Linked DNA regions of Rattus norvegicus: region 1 is linked to region 2. The links are chromatin contacts, called in public Hi-C maps. All regions are on one chromosome and are shown on one strand. Each heading gives the region's core, a stretch centred on a gene start, on an enhancer-like site or on the middle of the called end of the contact. The rest is flanking DNA. Distances are from core to core; before and after follow the strand shown. Region 1 overlaps Sirpa (signal-regulatory protein alpha). Region 2 holds the start of Sirpa (signal-regulatory protein alpha).

What was found. Hi-C and Micro-C count contacts between places; a contact is called where the count stands out from the background.
Region 1: a contact with region 2 is called in a Hi-C map of mammary epithelial cells, with 1.8 times the contacts expected there. The contact joins the enhancer-like site here to the promoter of Sirpa in region 2. A contact is called at or near these places in 2 of 12 Hi-C or Micro-C datasets (hepatocytes and mammary epithelial cells).

The regions. Positions count from the first base shown.
Region 1 is chr3:137,307,361-137,314,116 of GRCr8, reverse strand. It overlaps Sirpa (signal-regulatory protein alpha), which reads right to left. Exons shown (of 8, transcript NM_013016.3): 8 at 2,838-5,188. The coding sequence ends at 4,931. Among named protein-coding and RNA genes, the nearest start is that of Sirpa, 37 kb to the right of the region's middle. Within about 2 kb of position 1,511, at least 31 of the 93 cell types and tissues checked have an H3K27ac peak or open chromatin away from gene starts, as enhancers often do.
Region 2 is chr3:137,270,111-137,276,574 of GRCr8, reverse strand. It overlaps Sirpa (signal-regulatory protein alpha), which reads right to left and starts at 3,021. Exons shown (of 8, transcript NM_013016.3): 1 at 2,707-3,021. The coding sequence starts at 2,788.

The DNA of each region.
Region 1 (6,756 bases), core at 262-2,761, 39 kb before region 2:
TCTATGCAAGACCAAGTGCCCTTAATGGTTAGGTTGTCTCCTCAGTCACAACAATATGTCTTTTATTTAGTATCATGTTTAACCTATCAACTCAAATATTTATCTTTATGCCCTTTAAAGTGTTTCCTGGGTTTATTTGAATATGGCTGTATTCTTTCATCCTGTTTTCTATGGATAGCCCCAGCTTCCCAAGAAGAGGCATCCAGGGCTTAGATAAATGTCACTGGCTCCTTGCCAGTTGGGAAAATGGACCCAGGACCATGACAAATGACTGAGAAACTCAATGGAAAAAGTCAGGGGGTCTAGTGCTTGAATCTAATTCCTAACCTGGCAGTTAGGGATCTTAGTGTTCCTAAGATGCCAGGCAGGCTTCAAACTATGTCCTTTCTCTTCTTGCTTGGTTTTTCCTCACATACATATATACATACATATATACATACATAGTATATAATACATTCATACGTGCCTCCTCTTACCCAACCATTCTTTCATCTGACAATCTATCTAGCCATCATTAATTCATCCATCTGCTCATTCTCCATTTTCCCATTCTTTCCTCCATTCTCCCACCTCTCAAACCAGTATTTGCTGGATGCTGTCTAGGGTCTGGTCATGGGAACTGTGTTAAGGAACATAATCCAACACTCTACTTACTATCAGGCAGCACCCAGGGCACTGTAGAAGAGGGATGTTAATCAACCAACTCCTGGTCCATGTATAATTACACACTGTGATACAGGCTCCAAAGAATGGCGAGACAGCTATAGCATGTATAACAAATGAACTAGGCCCAGTCCCCAGATGGGAGGGCGAGGAGAAAGCAAGTGTTTTGGGCAGAGCTTCGAAGTACAAAGACCGGGACCCATTTTTGAATCTGTCAGGAGGCTGATGGGGTACAGGGGTGATGGACAGTACTGTGGAAGGGGGTGCAGTTCTGTAGGGCTCAGTACCTGCAGGGAAGGCCGACCTCTGCCTGGATCTGACTCCCCTGTACAACCTGACTCATCCTTATCAATATTTAGATCTCATCTTGGGGATTTCCTGTCTGGGGAGCTGCTTTACTCATGCGGGCTTAGCAAAGCCTGTGAATTTCCATCTGATAAGGAAAAAAGTATCCCAAACTTAGAAGGAAGGCGAAAGGAGGGAGTGTTTCTTCTCATTGCCACAGTAGAGCACTGTTTAAAAGCATTACTAAAGGATTAGTTAGTCCTGACAAGAAAGACATCTGAGTTTGTTTATGCTGTTTGATTAGGGACCAGGTTTTATAAAGCTATGATATATGTCCAATTAGTAAATTTGTTCTCTCTAGGTCTGGTTTAGCACCTTGGGGAATGTTAACAATCTGTATCTCAAACTTCGACTTTTTTTGCCCTCACATTCCTTTCTTAAAAGCCCGAGGGCACCCATTTCCTCTTGGCAGCAGGGCTGCCCTCCTGCAGGGGACCCTTGTTCCCTGACTGATGTTCTCATTCTGTAAGCAGGCCATGGGCAGGCTCAGCAGTGCTCTGTTAGGACTGGCAGCTGCTCTCACTTCCTCCCACTCCATGAGCTCATATGGGTGTGGCCCATCTTTCGTCAACCCTGCATTCTCAAGAGTTTTGCAAACGGCCTGCTTCCAAGCAGGGGCTTGAGAAATAGTTATTAACTCAACCATTAGGAGTTGGTCACTTTGCCTCTCTGAGCCTCGTTTCCTTTTCTGTGAAATGGACACCAGAGCACCCATCTGCCAAGATTCCGTGAAGAACTGAAGAACGCGAGAGATCACAGGACTCTCAGGCACACTGCATCGATGAGATGACTTACATGCTGAAGGCTTGGTCACCAGCTGGCCGATGGAATCACTGGAGGGTGATGGAGCACGAGGGCTATGGCCTAATCAACAGGCTCTTCCACTGAGATTCTTAACTTGATGGCATTAGTGGGAGGTGAGGGGGGGCCTGAGTGGAGGAAGCACGTAACTAGAGGCTGTATTTGAAGGGTGTGCCCTGACTTTCAACCCTTCTTCCTGCTAAGGATCCTCTGATGACATACTCCTCATCCACTGCCATAATGTTCTGTCTTGCCACAGGCCCACAGGAATGGGGCCGGCTAACCACAGATAGAAATCTCTAAATCCTAGAGCCCTAAGTTACTGTTCTTTCAGGTGTTTGGTCACAGTGACAGGGAGCTAACACACAAGGTGCACAAAAGCCTCCCTCAGTCTAGGGGCTGGACACTAAAGGTGGCGTATAAATTCCTGGGGTTGGGGGCTCCGGGTCTGGTTAGAACACCAAGCCACAGGACTCCTCTATGATCTCAGCATTAGTTCTTGTCCTTCCATGATGAACTGTGATGTGTGTTAGCAAAATAAACCCTTTCCTCCCCAACTCACTTTTGGTCACCATGCTTCACTGCAGCCATGGAAACCTAAGATGGGGTCATCAGCCCCATTGGGCAGGTGGAGTGGGACAGCTCAACTGAACTTAATCCAGACCTGCTAGGTAGCATGGGGGATTCCTTTCTTTCTCCCAGGGAACCTCGGGAGGGGGCACAATTAAACCCTACTGTACAGCCAAGGTCCCACAGGTAGCCAGTGCTGGGTGAATTGTCTAGATCCCCACGACACTGAGGCAGTGGAGAGAGTCTGTGTCTGAATTTTCAGCACGACCGATGCAGCCATGACTCCCTCTGAGCCAAGGGAACAGAACCTCCGCCTCTGTAAAAACTAGAGAGGACCAAGTGATACAGAACTTTCTGAAGCCCTGGCACACTCCCTCCTCACCCCCAGCCCCAGAGGACAGGCAACTGGCAGACTCCAAGGACAAAGCTTCAGAGACAAAATGAAACACCCCAAGGCATCATTGTTACCCAGAAATCTTTATTACAAAAATATTTTGCAAGCCAAAAATTTTAAGTTGCAACTATGTACAAAATGGGGCCTTTCTCCTTCTCATCTGGTCTACAGATAAAACTGAAATCCCACTCCTCACAGGGCGCTTTCGTACCAGGGTTCCATACATAGGCTTGGGGATCCCCCCAGGCTGCCTGACTAAAGCTAGAGCTACGTATCTTCCCTGCCTCTTTCCTTTCTCCCTCCAAAAAAACTTAAGACAAAATTAGGATGTCAGCGAGGACATCCTTTTAACTCACCTATACACCCGTGTGTGTGTGTGTGTGTGTGTGTGTGTGTGTGTGTGTGCGCGCGCGCATGTGTGTGTGTACACACGTGATGTCTCTTGGCAGAGGGGAAGAGGATGGATCTTTACCTACCAACCCTTTGGAATTAGAAGACAGCCCAAGACCATGGCTGGGCCAAAGACAAGTTACGGTTTGCTAGGCCAGTGAGGTCAACTCTGACTATTGGGTCAGCTAACTCCTGGATGCCTTTATGGGAAGTATCAGGTCACCAGCCCTATAGAGATGAGTCCTGGCTGTTTTCCTGACATCCCTGTCACACCTACAGAAACAGGCAGGTTGAATCAGCTTCTTACTTGAAGAGCCGGAACCAGGAATCCCCCGGCATGGGGGGACATTAGCGCCTCAACTTACTGAGCTGCATGTTAAGACCAGATAGCTAGGGTTGCAACATCTGCTTGCCATTGGGCCCAGCCAGGCCCCGACATCCAGTTTGAAGGGTGGGGGTCAGAGCCTCTGCCCAGACTCTGGGACAGTGGGGTGGTTTGCCCTGGCTCACAGCTGTGTTGTCACAGGTATGATCAGGTTCTGTTCCAGTATGATCCTGCTGAGGTCTGATGGTAATAACAGACTCCTTGCACTGATTACCTCAGAGCGCTGGAATACCGGGTGCTGGCCGAGCGTCCCTTCTCTCCGTATGCCTCTGCAGTGCTTGTGAGTTTGTCACTGACCTTCTCTCCTCAATGAGGAATGGCCAACGTCAGCACTGGATTAGACAAGGCTGCACTTACCACAGTAGCCATGGAGGCCAAGGGCCAGCTGTGGGGACAGAGCCTGGCTCATCCCAGTGACGCTGAGTGCTGAAAATGACAACAGAGGGATCCTTCTTGGTCCTCAGGGTGCTGGGAATTGGAAAAAAAATCTGTTTCTGCTATAAGAAAATCCTTCCGGGACAATAAACTGTTAGACCTCAGACTTCACAAGACCCAACCATTCAACACATGACAAAGAGCCAAGATGCTGCTGCTGTTGTTTTAAGGGGGAAAAGAAAAAAAGAAGAAAGAAAAAGGAAGAAAAAAAAAGAAAAGAAAAGAAACCCAACAACAACTAAACAGCACAAATCAAATTTTCTAACACCTTAGCTTCAAGACTGCACAGTTCACATTTCTCAATAATTTACAGGCGTCCACAGAGCAATGCTGTTGAGTTAGTGCTAGCTGGAGGAAGCGAGCTGGGACTGGAAGGGTGGGGCCACACTGAACATGCCCAGGGAGTCTCTGCTGGTCTAGGGGAAGAGGGTTCCTTCTCCTCAGGGCTCGTCAGCCTGGGAGGTGGGGAGGCTAGCACTGTTGGCTGAAAACTTGTTGACTCCTGGTGTAGTTCTTCCACACATGGGGCGGTCTGATCTAAAGGGAGTCTGGCCCCGAAGCTCAAGTTGGATGGAGATGGTGAACTCTTCTCCACACAGAAGACCAGGCGCTGGAGCATCAAGGAAGCAACCTGGGGGTTGCCAAGACCAGGATCCAGACCCAGTGTGATGGGCTGAGGCACAACGCTTCTTGGATTCTAGGCAGCTTTCTCCAGTTCCCCCTCTGGTTCTGCAACACCCAGCTCCAGAAGAAGGGGACATGGGTGTCCAAGAGGTGTTGGAGAGCCACGGAGGGAAGACAGAAGCCACCCTTACCCCTGGTCCTAGGACCTGTGCCACCTGGCCTTCTGGAGACAGGGCTGGCTGGCTGGTTGTCCTCATCATGGCCACTCCATGTAGGACAAGAAAACTTGTGGGGATGGGGCCTAGAGCCAACCACAGCCCCATTCACTTCCTCTGGACTTGGACACTGGCATACTCTGAGAAGGATGGCTCAGGCTTGGGGGTTGGCTGTGCCCGGTTGAGGTGGACCATGTCCAGGTCAGCATAGGTGAGGGTATCCTCTGGCCTAGGCAGTTTGCCTGTCTCAATGCTTGCATATTCTGTGTGGTTGTTGGGCTCGGGGACCCGGGGGGCGGGCTTCTTCTCTTTGGGCAGATTCAGGTCTGCGTATGTGATGTCGTTGATGTCATTTGTGTCCTGGATCTAAAAGACACAGAGAGAAAGTCATTCTGGAGCCCAGCCTGTTGACTCATCAACTGGCTAAAAAAAATCTGCATGCTTCTTTCCCAGAGGGCTCAGCCTTCATCCAGGCCCCTTCTCCTGCCAATGGTGTCCCATTTCCAGCCTTTTCCCTTCCAATCCACCTTCCTCCGCACAGAGCCCAAAGGGTCTTCTGAACACTATGGTGGTGGTCCCTTTCCAGTCCCAGTTTGCTTCCTCCAGCTTCATGTTACCTCCTTCTTTCTGGGTGGACCCACCTATAGCTATCCTCTCCCCCTTCCCATGTCTTTTCCTTGGCCTGGATCACCCACTCTCACCTCCCTCTCCCATGTAAGAGACCCCAGTGCACCAAGTACAACTCTGATCTAGCATTGCTCTACCCTCCCTCTGGCTGGGCCCAGAGCTCCTCTGAGCCCTTCAGTTCACATCTCCCTAGCATAGCATCTACCACCAAAGACTATGTCTGCTTTACAACCTTAGTAAATGCGATCTCCCAGGAGATAGGGAACACTCCTTCATTTACACATTTATTTTTCTAAATTGGGCACTTGCTATATTGCAGACAAGGCTAGCACAGAGGCCCAGTTCATGGTGACGGGATTAATGGATAGAAAGACAGATAGGTGGAAGGATGAGTGGACAGACGGCTAGACAGAGAGATGAATGGAATCACAGTCAGAAATCATTTCACGGAGGCTTGACGACAATTCTGCACAGGAAGAATGACTGACCCTGTTTTACAGGTTAAAAAATGTGACCTAGAGAGCAGATATAAACTCAATGATTGGTCTAAGTCACTCAACTGAGCAAAAGAAACGAAGCCTGTTGGAACCGAACACGGTGGGCTTCCCATACTGTGACACCTCTGTCCTGAGCCCTGCAGGTACCCACTGCTGTCTGGGAAACCACGGGGACTGAACTTGCCTCCCTCCCTGGCAAGGTACAGAGGCTGGTGTTGGGGACCTAAAGCAAGTCTGCTGGCTCCCCAGGAGAAAAGTGGCCACCTTGCTCTAGGGCCTGACATTTATTTGCATACTCAGTAAGTCTTGGAATGTGAATTTCTATAGGCTTCAGCAACCAATTCTCTTACCCAGAAGATTCCAGAAGGAAACAAAAACACAAATAACAGGGGGAAAGGGCCCTGGTTGCCATGACTAGAAACTGTCTCATACTTGCTAATTACCGCTCAGCTCATGCCTAAGGCTGGTAGGGGCTGGGCACAACAAACCAAGGTGTCTCGGGCCCCCATACCACACCTCTCCAAGCCTGGCTCTGTCAGCAGATTGTCTAAAGTCATGTCAACTGCTTTGGAAATGGCAGGAAAGCTAGGGCTTTCACTCCAGGCTCAGGACAGGGTTTGTCTTGTCACAAGGCTCTGAGAAACCCTGTGTGGCCAGAGGTGACACCATTGGAGAGAGACAACAGGGCTCAGGGATCTGGGAAATAAACAAAAATACTGCCTATAAGTTCCCCTCGGCAAAGGGGGAGAAGCTACCGGGTCACGGAAGGTACCCTTGTCATCCATCCAGGTCATTCACGACACAGGGTTA
Region 2 (6,464 bases), core at 1,772-4,271:
TCGTCTCCCTTTCTCAACACACAGTCAAGACTTCTAAAAATCAGCTCGAGTGTGGGGGGGCAGGAATAATTAATGGGCACCAAGCACCCAGAGAACACTGAGCTTTCAGTGAGCCTTCCAAAAGCCTCTGGACTTTAGACATAGCAGATAACCCCATCCCACCCCCTTTCCTACGAAAGAGGAAGTGAGATCAGCTATACTGCTTAGGAAAACACAGAGGCGTAACCAGCATGCTGCTGTCTACCCAAGGGCCACAAGGCTTGCTGGAGGGGCTCACTGTTCATCTACGCTGGAACCTCAACTCCCCTCAGATACACCCTACTAGAGCAAAGAAGTCCATCCTAGGGCTCAGGCCCAGCCAGGGCTGGGAAAGCATCCTGTGGCTGAGTGTGAGGCCTGCCGCCATCTCGGTCGTTCGTCCGTTGGTTCAGAATAGCAGGGTCAGCCCCTACACAGGCTGCAAGAACCCACGGTGGTGACTTCACCAGAATCTTTTTAGAATTTTCCTTTGGCATCATTTGTCGAGTGCAATCTTTAGAAACTTCCTCTCCTGCCTCCCGGAGGCAATAATTCACATGACCAGTTCCCTTCACCCAAGCAGTGATCTTGTGAAGCCCAGCAATCACATGACACCTCCCAGGATGACAGTTCTGCCAGAGACAGCACTCATTCAATCCAAAGCTGTCTTTTCTAAGCTGATATTTGGGTTTCTTGCTCAAACAAATCCATTTTCCTAGAAAACTGGACATCTGCCTTCTATCTGTCTGTCTTTCTGTCCTACCTACAACTGCCTTCTACCTCTCTGTCCTTCTGTCCTACCTGCAACTGCCTTCTACCTGTCTCTCCTTCTGTCCTACCTACAGCTGCCTTCCACCTGTCTGTCCTTCTCTCCTCCTCTTCTGCTTTGCTGTAAATTCCCTAGCCTGGACAAGGGAGGATGAGTCCAGTAGGAGCTAAAGTACTTCCTGTGGCAAAGATGTGAATTTGATGCTGAGCCCCAGGGGACTATGTGTGGGTTGCTGGGAGGCTGGTGCTCCGAGGCCATGCACCATCTCTTCCTCACAGAGAATCTCATTCTCACCTCCCAAGACTGACTTACTATGAAGTTAATCTATGCCCTTCCACTGCTCCTACTTTTTCAGGTTATTGATGCTGAATGGATTGGAACAGAAGGTCCAATCTTTATCATTTATAGACTGTTTTGATAGGTGAGGGTAGGGAAGGGGGTAGATATGGCTCTTAAGAAAGGTGTTATCATTCCCCCGCTCCCCCCAACCCCAACCCCCCACCGCAACCCCATGCCCAGGAAGGGCAGACTGCTAGTTTGAACACTTGTTAACTATTCATTTGCCATAGGGCCCTAGTCAGAAAAAGATGCAGAACAAACATTTAGATATTAACCTGGACGCAGCTTTCTGCACTTCGGAGAGATGCCCGTAGATTCCTAAGCCCTGGAACATGACAGGGTTGGGCTAGAACTTTGGTAAGGCAGGAGGAAGCAGACCAGATCTCAGGAGAGAGGTGAAATCCATCGTTTGGCCCTGAAAGGACCCAAGGGTAACTGAAAACTGTGAATGGGGTGGGAGCACTTGGTGGGGAGCACCTGGTGGGTGCCTGGGTTTTTGGGGGTACTGTGACCCAGAGAGAGCTCCTGGACACCCCACTTTTTCCCACCCTGCTGTTCTCTCTTCCCTAAAGCTGACTCTCTTCCCTAAAGCTGACTCTCTTCCTCCTTCTACATTGCCATCAGGTGCCAAGCTCCAGGCAAATGTGGGTGAGGAGGGGATGCTGAGACCGTATTTACCTCCCGGAAAAAGGAAGGGTGTACAGAGACCCTTATGTCCATAGCACCAATCCAAGAAGACACTAAATAAGGCTCCCTCTCTCCTCCCCTGTACAGCTTTAGCCTCCATATCCTTCCAGACCAGACCCAGGATTTTTGCAAAACCCCTTTAAGATGCAGGACTCCTGAATGGTGACCTCACTCCTTGGCCAACCGGCCTTCAGAGCCCTCCTGCTGGAGACAGCCAGGTGTTTGATGTAGGCCAACAAAGAAGACAAGCTCAGAGCCACAGGTACATGCTGGAACTGCAGGGAGCTACTGGAAGCTTGCCTAAGGAAGGCAGGGGGGTAGCGGGGAGGAGACCATCCAGGGAGGGCTGTGCCCACCACAGGTAAATCCAACGTGTCTCCCAAGGGTCTGTGGCTTATTCAGGCCTCCCTTCCTGTCTCCACCTCCACTAACCCTAACCCTGCTTTCTCTGGTACTAGAGCGAAAGCTCACTCTTCCCCATCCCAACAGCCCAGCAGTGCGAGAGCGAGGACCTCTGCCCCGACCTCTCTCCAATCAAGTCTAGCAAGGCAGCGTATGGGGAAGCCAGGCGCCCTACTGCCTAAAGCAACTGCCAGCTTGCTTCCCCATTCAGGTTGGGCAAGGGGTATGGTAAACCAACTCATTCCTATACCCCGCAGCCCAGCGCAGGGCTACCCAGTCACAGTCCACAAGGCAGATCCGGATAAGAAGAGTTCTATCCCGGCTTCTAGCCTAGGCTATGTGACCTTGGGCAAGTGGCTGACCCTCTCTGGGCCTCAATTCTGCATCTGTAACCCCCGTTACAGGGATCTGTCGACATTAGCTGAGCGGCAGTGTGCGGAGCCTGAGCCCGCAGCTTGGGGAGGGTGGCAGTGGGAGCTGAGGGTGCTTACCTGCACAGAAACAGGACGCGGAGAGCAGCAGGCAGAACAGCAGCGGCCCTAGGCGGCCAGGGGCCGGGCCGGCGGGCTCCATGGGCCGCGGCTGCAGAGCAAGGAGGGAGATCGGCGGTGAGCGCGCTCGGCAGGCGGGCGGGCGGCGCGGGCGAACGACTAAGGCCCCTCCCCCTCCGCTGCCCCCCAGCGCCACCGCCCGGCGGGGTGATCTGACCCCCTCCCACAATGAGACGCCGCCGAGCGGGGAGACTCCGGGAGCGTGACGCCGGGCCAGGCCGGCGGGAAAGGGGAGCGGACCCGAGGGAGCCAGGCGCAGAGCCAGAGGCACGGGGGCGGGGGAGCGGATAGCGAGGGAGAAGGAAAGAGGGGGAGAGGAAGAGGGAGAGGGAGCGGGGACAGAGCACGGAGAGCGAGCGCGAGCGGGGACAGCTCGCAGAGCGAGTGCGGGCTGCGCGGAGCCGTCGCGAGGCCAGCGCGAGGGCGGCCCGGCCGAGCGCCCCCGCCTCGCGCCCGCACCTTCCCGCCCGCGCCCTAGTGCGCCCCGCGAGCTGCGCCGCCCGCCTCGGCTCTGCGCGAGCCCGCTCTGCCCGTGCGGGTCCCCGCCAGCCGCTCGGACCTGCGCCGCCGCGCGCAGGGCTGCCAGGCGGTGGAAGCACCGCTCCCTCTGCCCAGAGGCTGGCCGCGCACCACTTTGCGCAAACTTGTTTTTCTGAGGTCGGAGCGGCAGGCTGGCTACTTGGTCCTCTTAAGGTGGACTGGGAAAGTGGCGGCCGATCGCCCCTGTTCTCCGCCTCTCACCGGGTCAGTTCTAGTCTCCAGTGGGCAAGAGGCTGCCGGCGGCAGGCGCGCTGGCAAGGGTGGAGAGTGGAGGGGGCGGGGAGGTTTGCCTTCTGCCCCTCCCCAAGAGGCCCTGACCGTGTGTCCCAAAGCCGAAGGTCGGCCTCCGCGTGGGCATGGGTTCTAGGGGCCCAAATCTTTCCTAGCTGGCCCCGAGGTAAAGCAAAACCAGGAAGTAAATGCAGGGGGAAGGGGAGAGGAAGGAGAGAGTGATGGTACAAAAATAGCGTGTGTGTAGGAAGGACTTCAGTGCCTCTTGGTAAAGGCGCGCTGGGGGAGAAGAGCAGCAAGAATGCTGTGGCAGGGAAAGGAGTAGGGCTGGACCCTAGGGAGGAGTCTGACCTGAGGCCTTCTATCAGGGAGAGTAGATTGAGAGTGGAGAGGGCCCAGGCAGCACTGGGCTGGGAGAGGCCTGGGCTGCAAATAGTGACCCCAGTGAGGAAGATGAGAGATGTTAGAGCCACTCCCAAAGGACAGAGCCTCTAGGATGCAAAGTGTACTTTAGCTCTGGATTTCCTTGAGCTGGGTCAGGTGCTTGGTCAGTTGGCAGAAGGCTGGGCACCAAGGCAGGGAAGAGGAATCAAGACCCTCTATTAACTGGATAGTTTCTGAGCTGGAAGTTCAGAGATAGTCAATTTTGTTTCCCAGGATGGTGATTGGGGGACGTAAGGAAACAAGACAGGCCCTACTGGCCCAGCCTCTTAATAAAGAGGATGTTTAGGCTCAGAGGAGAAGGAGGAAGATTGCCTAATGGTGTAGAAAGCCCCTTATGCAATGGCACCCCCAACCTGCCCCCCACACCCCACCGCCATTCCCTGCACCTATGGTCAAAAGCCTGGGGTCTTTTAAGATTCTTTTTTTTTCTTTGCTCCTTTTGTTGTTTTTTGTTTGTTTGTTTTGTTTTGTTTTGTTTTTCTTACCAGAGAGGAGGGCAGGACGCAGCTGACGAACACAGGAACCATCTCCCAAGCTTTAGATCTTCACTCCTGGTCTGAGAAGCTGCAGACTTGGGGAAAAGGCCTTGTTTCTGTGTCTCTGCTTCCTTTAAAGCAGACCAGGCCAACATGAGCAGCGACCCAGAACTGCCACTGGGAGAGTTACACAGGCTGATATTTGCACTGCATTTTAAGAAGAGCCTACCATGTACCAAGGGCAAGGATAGTGTTTGAGAAGTGTTTGGCAACAGTCCTTGAGGGACCACAGGGCAACCCTAGGAGGAAGATTAGATGTATTTCTTTGGGCCTAGGGGATTACAAGGACCCACTGGTGCTCTGGGAGAAGATGCAGAGAAAGACAAGCAGAAAGAAGGAACAGAGAAGGTCTTGTAGGGAGTGTATGTTACAAGTGTGCATGTGTGTCAGCTTGTTTAGATAAGGGCAACAGTGTGGGGCCAGCAAATCTGGAGGGTGGTCCAGAAGCCCAAGAGAATTGGTTCTGCAAATAGGAACCACTGTGGGCAAGATTCAAGTAGGGCCTACCATGCTTGATTTATACACTCAAGGGGCCACTGTACTTGGAGTAAGAGGTGGCTGGAGGGAGGAGAGTGCGGAGACGTGGAACTAGGCAAGAAAGAGAACTTAGTTCTAGCATCTGAGCTGGGCTGCAGGGAGGGTCTCCAGCTCTTTAAATCAGGTCTGACAGGACCATGGCGTCCATTAAAGCCTTGTGAAAACCATCCTCCAGAATCCACCTGGGATTGGAAGAGGAAGGGCCTACTGCTGGGGTCAGAATTGAGGCAGCCTCCTGCGCTGTGCTGCTCCTGGTTCTGGGGCACGCATGCACAGACACCGGCCTGCCTGGGATTAGGAACTGGGAGATTAGGAAGAATAATAGCTGTACTACCTGCTATTTATATACAGCATCTTTGGCAAAGGCGCTCAGCAGAGCTTCCAAATTACCCCCCTTCACTCTCACATCTGAGTGTGGGGGAGTTGACGTGTGTCCACATAAAAGTCCCTTATGCTCGCCCATCAGTTGCTGTGAGTCCACCGAGATTCGTGGGCAAATGTGTAAACTAAATGGGCAAGGTACAGCCTGCCTGGGGTCGAACGCAGATTATGACAGATAATTGCTATGAACCAGCCATCACAACAGCCAGTCTGGGTGCTTTAATCCAGATGTGATCCGTTCATGCTTCGTGCACTTACCAGCATGCACGGAGTGTCTACTGTGTGTGTGGCAGTGCACTGGGCAATAGAGATGCGGCCCCTGGGAAGAACAAACTAAGTACAAGACCCTGTGCTCAAGGAGCTGACAGATTAGCCTGTAATGCTTCACATGTCAGGTGGGTGTCAGTGCTCCAGGGAGAGGTAGAGATGGGCCAAGGGTATCCATGGGGGTCGGGGTGGGGGCAGTGCAGTTCCAAAAGGCAAGATGAAAGATATTCATACGCTTTTACCTAGCACCCATTTCTTTCCTCTCTCCTGTCCATCCTCACTCAGGAGCCAAGAAATCCTTTTATATGAGGCTGTACAGTAAAGATCTAATTTCATCCCTTTCCTGGTGTGTGTGTGTGTGTGTGTGTGTGTGTGTGTGTGTGTGTGTGTGTGTGTGGCACACGCCAGAGAGAAGACTTGAATGAACAGGAGGAGGGGAAGAATTGGAGACTTCAAAGCTAAGACACAAGAGATTTGACTAATGGCCAGAACATGAATGCAATCTCAGGAGGTTTTGATGCCTGTAAGAGTGACAAATGCATTTTTGATGTGTGCCAAGCCCTAAGATCCACGTTCTCTCCTTGAGGCCCCAAACACCGTTCCGTGTCTCTAGATGCAAGAAACAAGGCCAGACAGACATTGACTCGACCAGGGCCATTCTGCCAGGCATGCTGGGGCCTGCAGAGACACGGTACAACTGATACAGCCTGGCTCACGCTTGCTGCTGATTCCCATAGCCCTGGGCTGGCATCAGCAGGCCAG